Regions from separate parts of the Mus musculus genome. Here region 1 is linked to region 2. A link is a contact called in public promoter capture Hi-C data. All regions are on one chromosome and are shown on one strand. The core of a region is the stretch at or near the end of the contact, and the rest is flanking DNA. Distances in the headings are between cores, read along the strand shown.

Region 1 (2,700 bases), core at 81-2,580, 130 kb before region 2:
TGGCATACATCCACTGTACACAGGTATCAACATAGCCCATCAGTGCCTTGTGGGCTCCCTTTCCCACTTAGGCATGACAGATACAGACCTGGCTCAACCGTGCTCACTGGTGTGCAACCTTCCCACTCCTAATCCCCAATTCAGCAATGTTTAGTTGGGCTGGAGTATACTGTGCTTAGTGTGCTTGGAAGATGCTCTTCCCAAATGCAGGAGATGTAGCTCAGTGAGAGGCTGCTGTCATTATATAGGGTGGAGGATTAATCTGCATTCCCCTACATAATAAAGCTTGAGACCAGTTTGAACTTAACTCCTGCCCTGCAGAATGAAGCTCAGACCCACCTTTTCTGAGCCTGTCCCTGATACCCCAGCCATGCCCTAGTCTCTGCCTCCCTCCCTGGATCATGACTTGACCCTTTTCTTCTTTTCTCCTCCTCCTCCTCCTCCTCCTCCTCCTCCTCCTCCTCCTCCTCCTCCTCCTCCTCCTCCTCCTCCTCCTTTTGGTTTTTCAAGACAGAGTTTCTCTGTGTAGCCCTGGCTGTTCTGGAACTCACTCTGTAGACCAGGCCTGCCTCTGTCTCTGCCTCCCAAGTACTGGGATTAAAGGCATGTGTCACCACTGCCTGGCTTGACCCTTTTCTGTTCTACGGCTGGCCTTATCTTGGCCTTGCCCGCAGAGATTCCAGATGCCAGACCCCTGCCTTTCCTCCCTGACCTCTTCCCAAGGCTTTCCTGTCCTTTCTAGTTTACCCAAACCCCCTCCCTCCTTCCTTCCTTCCTGGCCCTTGACTCATGCCTCCGCCCACAAAGCATTGTCCCATCCTTGAGATGTAATACCACGCTCACCAGGAATAGACTCCCCTGGAAGCCTGGTCTCCGCTTTTTTTTTTTTTTTTTTTGAGACAGGGTTTCTCTGTATAGCTGTCCTGGCTGTCCTGGAACTCACTTTGTAGACCAGGCTGGCCTCGAACTCAGAAATCCACCTGCCTCTGCCTCCCGAGTGCTGGGATTAAAGGCGTATGCCACTACGCCTGGCTGTACAATTAATTCTTGCTCCACCCATAAGCCTGGTTTGTAGCACAAGGTTGGCTCTGCCAAGCTCCTAAAACACGACTCCGCCCACGAGACCTGACCACACCCCGAAGACTCAGCCACGCCCACAACTCCAGGCTCTACCCTTACCCTCTGTGCCATTCAACTAGGCCCCACCTTCTCCAGGCCCCGCCCCTGTCGCCTGGTCCTATCCTTCTCCTGCCCTTAAGCTGCAGGCCTTAAGGCTCTGGTAGGCCCCGCCCCCTTCGCAATGCCCCGCCCCACGAGCCCGCGCCACCCGTTTCAGACCCGTTGGCACCAGGCTAACAGCTCCACAACATCGGCGGCCCTGGACGCCGCTGGCGGCCCGCCCTAGGCAGCCAGGCCCCACCAAGCCCGGCCCTCGCAGGTGAGCACCGATGCTCACGAGTTGTGCATCCTTGGGCGCCACTGTGACCTCTCTGTGCTCTAGGGGTCTTGGGCCCGGATGCCAGCACTTGAGACAGGAGATGGTGCCCCCTTGAGGTTCATAAAACCAGACACCGAGGTGGAGCTTACCTACAGGACAGTTTGGTGACCACTAGAGTTCACTAGGGCTGTGCGTCATGGCCGCTGGGGAATACTGCTAATGGGGTGTCTGGTGAGTGGGCAGGAACACTTTGGAACAGGAAGATTTTGGAAACTTTGAAAAACATTGGAAAGGAAGACTGAGTGCAGTAGCAATTCTCAACCTGGGGAGGGTCAAACGACCCTTTCACAGGGGCCACCTAAGACGATCTGAAAAAAACAGATATTTGCATTATGCTTCATGACAGTAGCAAAATTAGTCATGGAATAACAACAAAACCAATTTTGTCGTTGGGGTCCCCACAATATGAGGAACTTATTAAAGGGTCATAGCATTAGGAAGGTTAAGAACCCCTGGACTAGAGTGTTCCCTAGAATCAAGATCTCTTCACACATCCTTCCCACACCCTCTCCAGCCTCAGTTTTCCTCACGTGATAATCAGGGAAAAGCCCAATACCCAGAGCTGGTGCTGAGCCAGGAGGAGGTGGGGCCCCAAGATGCCCTGGGGAAACACATGACTCAGACACCAGGACTCCTTGTCCTGGGGGAAATGTGGGTTCAGCAGACATTAAGACAGTGAAAGCTCTAGAAGAGAGGTGACCAGAGGCAAGATGGGGGACACCCCAGCTGCTCAGGAAGCCCCCAGGAGGCGCATGATTCCCACGGGCCGGTCTGGGAAGTACAGAGTGAAATTTGGAGGGTGAGGAAGAAATCCACCAGGCAGGGTGGTGACAGTGGGGGGCATATGGGTAAACTGGGGGACCGATGGGGTGAGTGCTCAGGTGGTGGTTGAAGATCTGCCCCCCGGGAAGGGAGCAGGGAGGACCCATGTCACCAGGTATAGGGCTGTCTTAAGTTACCAGACCCAGCCAGGAGTGAGAGCACAGGTCTGTCATCCTAGCTCCTCCAGGAGGCTGGAGCAGAATTATGGGTGTAAGAGCAGCAGAGTGAGACCCTGTCACTACACTTAGCAATCCCAAGGCCAGATCTTTTTGTCTCCCTCCTCCTCCTCCTCCTCCTCCTCCTCCTCCTCCTCCTCCTCCTCCTCTTCCTCCTCTTCCTCCTCCTCCTCCTCCTCTTCTTCCTCCTCCTCCTTTGAGACA
Region 2 (2,700 bases), core at 66-2,565:
CCTTTTGAGCACACACACACACACACACACACACACACACACTTGTGACCAAGAGCCATCAGGTAGACTGACTGTTCAGGTCCTCAATGTAGCCTGTGTGCTGGTTTGTTTGGGGAGCACTGAGGCACACGGCAGGGCTCAGGAACCTGGCAAAATGGAGTGCTTGCTTTTCACATGAGGGCTTAGGACAGGCGCGGTCCCATAGGGGATGCAGTGCTTGTAGAGATGTTAGGCCAGCACACGTGGAGGGAATAGAACAGGGGTACAGAGGAGCCTCCAGCAAGGAGGCAGCCTGTGCACAGGCCTGTGGGCAGAGCAGAGCCCTCGTAGGGAGAACGAGAGGGTGGAAGAGACGGGAAGCTCTGACAAGCCAGTGTGCAGTGGCCTGTGGGTGTGGGGAACATTTTGCCAGCAGAGAGCAGGGTAGGAATGTCTGGCCTCTGCACCCTCAGGTGACGCTGGGAGCCATAAGGCTAGCACTGGCTGTGTGAGGGGCTCGGTGGATTGGGCGTGGGTGAGACTAAGGATGACGTCCACAGAGGAAGCCCCAGGCCCACGCAGTGTCTGCTGTGCATGATCTTATGCAGGCCCCCCTCAGCTCTTAATCCCTAGACTGTGTCTGCACTCCGAATTGTGCCTGTTGTATTTCAATGTTTGTTGTGGACATTTTCTAGGCAGTTCTTGTTATTGATATCCTGACCCAATTTCTCAGGTAGCCCAGGCTGGCTTTGGAATGACCTTGAATTTCTGGTCTCTAGCCTTGGCCTCCGAAGTCCAGGATTGATGCGTGTGCCAACAACCAGGTTTATGATTTTGATTTTGATTTTTTTTTTTAGACAACCTCACTGTGTATCATAGGCTGGTCTTGAACTTACAACCCCTTTACCTCAGCCTCCCAGTGCTGGGGTGACAGGTGTGTTCTTGTACCAGTCCACAGACTCTCCCCCTGCCCCATGGTTATAGCAGGGATTGCTCCTCCCACTGCTTTGGTTTTCTGAGTCAGGGTTTCTCTGTGTAGCCCTGGCTGTCCTGGAACTCACTCTGTAGACCAGGCTGGCCTCAAACTCAGAAATCTACCTGCCTCTGCCTCCCAAGTGCTGGGATTAAAGGTGTGTGCTACCAGTGGACAGCTGTTCCCCTAGTTTTAAAACTTGTGAGTTTGCCATTTTCAAACAGAGCAGGTTCTGCAGTTGCTGGTTTGCCATTTTCAAACAGAGCAGGTCTGCAGTTGCTGGTTCTGTGAAGGGTCTAGTGTGACTTCAGTGTCAGGCAGGGAGCCAGCTCCCAGTTGAGGGCAGCCATCCAGCCTGCCTCTCTCAGTTTGTTTGGAGCTGCGTCCTGGCAAGGGGCCCCTCATCCCTGGCTTGTTTCAGGACTCGGGAGGGCAGGCACAACAGCGGGTGCCAGCGAGATCAAGCGGGAGGAGAAAGAGGATGAGGAAATCGCATCAGTAGCCGACGCCGAAGAGGACAAGAAGGACCTGAAGGTCCCACGCACGCGCACCAGGTGCCAAACCCCACCCCTTGGGCCATACACGCACACATCACATGTTACACACATCACACGTGCACACAGACCCCGGGAGGCCCTGCAGGCCACCACATCACCTCACTGTCTCCCTCTGGCCCCCGGCTCCCCTCCCCCATAGCCCAGACGAGGACGAGGACGACCTTCTCCCCCCAGAGCAGAAGGCGGAGCGGGAGAAGGAGCGCCGGGTGGCCAATAATGCCCGAGAGCGCCTGCGGGTCCGCGACATCAATGAGGCCTTTAAGGAGCTCGGCCGCATGTGCCAGCTGCACCTCAGCAGCGAGAAGCCGCAGACCAAACTGCTCATCCTGCACCAGGCCGTGGCCGTCATCCTCAGCCTGGAGCAGCAGGTGCGAGGTCAGTGGGCGGCCCGCGCCCCGCGCCTCCGCGATGCTCCTTCCCTGCTGCCCAAGCCAGAGCAGTGACAGTCCCTCACCGACCAGTCCTTGCACCCCTCCTCCAGACAGGAGGTTCCCTGCACTCGCTGCTCTCTGAACTGACTGTCCCTGCCCAGTTTGCTACACTGTGGCACTAATGACCAGTCCTGCCTCATACTGCTGTCCCCACTCTGACTGTCCCCATCCACTCTTGACTGTCCCTATCCACTCTGTCCCCATCCACATTGACTGTCCCCATCTACTCTGTCACCATCCACACTGTCTGTCACCATCCACACTGACTGTCCCTATCCACACTGACTGTCCCCATCCACACTGACTGTCCCCATCCACACTGTCTGTCCCCATCTACACTGACTGTCCCTATCCACACTGACTGTCCTCACTCTGTCCCCATCCATACTGACTGTTCCCATCCATACTGACTGTCCCCAACCATTCTGACTGTCCCCATCTACTCTGTCACCATCCACACTGACTGTCCTCATCCTCATTACCTAACATCACATCCACCCTCTTCCACACCAGCTGTTCCCAATGTCAGCTGTCCCTTGTACCTACTCTGTCTCTGCACTGTCCCACAGGTTGTCTTTCTGCCGGTCACACTCTAGGTCGACTGTCCCCGTCCCCCCCCACCCCCCTGATCTCCTTCATACCTGCTGGCCCCAGTTCTGACTGACTGACCTCCTTCCTGCCTTGCTGATCCTGGGCCTGCCTCTGACAGGCCTGGAGTCTGCCACACTGGCCTCACTGGCCTGAGGACTTCAACCCTGAC

Evidence for each region. Promoter capture Hi-C pulls out the DNA fragments that hold promoters and counts their contacts.
Region 1: a promoter capture Hi-C map of neural stem cells shows a contact between it and region 2. The contact joins the promoter of Atp8b3 here to the enhancer-like site in region 2. A contact is called at or near these places in 18 of 39 promoter capture datasets (the 3T3-L1 cell line, 3T3-L1-derived adipocytes, the C10 cell line and 11 more), 1 of 484 Hi-C or Micro-C datasets (bone marrow-derived macrophages), 17 of 115 datasets of contacts at active chromatin or transcription factors (the 230-238 cell line, the HPC-7 cell line, the SCID.adh cell line and 10 more) and 4 of 9 other capture datasets (adipose tissue, embryonic stem cells, liver and 1 more).

The regions. Positions count from the first base shown.
Region 1 is chr10:80,537,754-80,540,453 of GRCm38.p6, reverse strand. Atp8b3 (ATPase, class I, type 8B, member 3) reads left to right here and starts at 1,330. Exons shown (of 28, transcript NM_026094.3): 1 at 1,330-1,438.
Region 2 is chr10:80,412,011-80,414,710 of GRCm38.p6, reverse strand. Tcf3 (transcription factor 3) reads left to right here. Exons shown (of 19, transcript NM_001164149.2): 17 at 1,374-1,506; 18 at 1,649-1,884. Among named protein-coding and RNA genes, the nearest start is that of Uqcr11, 6.5 kb to the right of the region's middle. Within about 2 kb of position 1,315, at least 33 of the 459 cell types and tissues checked have an H3K27ac peak or open chromatin away from gene starts, as enhancers often do. A contact at or near this core is called in neural stem cells, where this site is marked.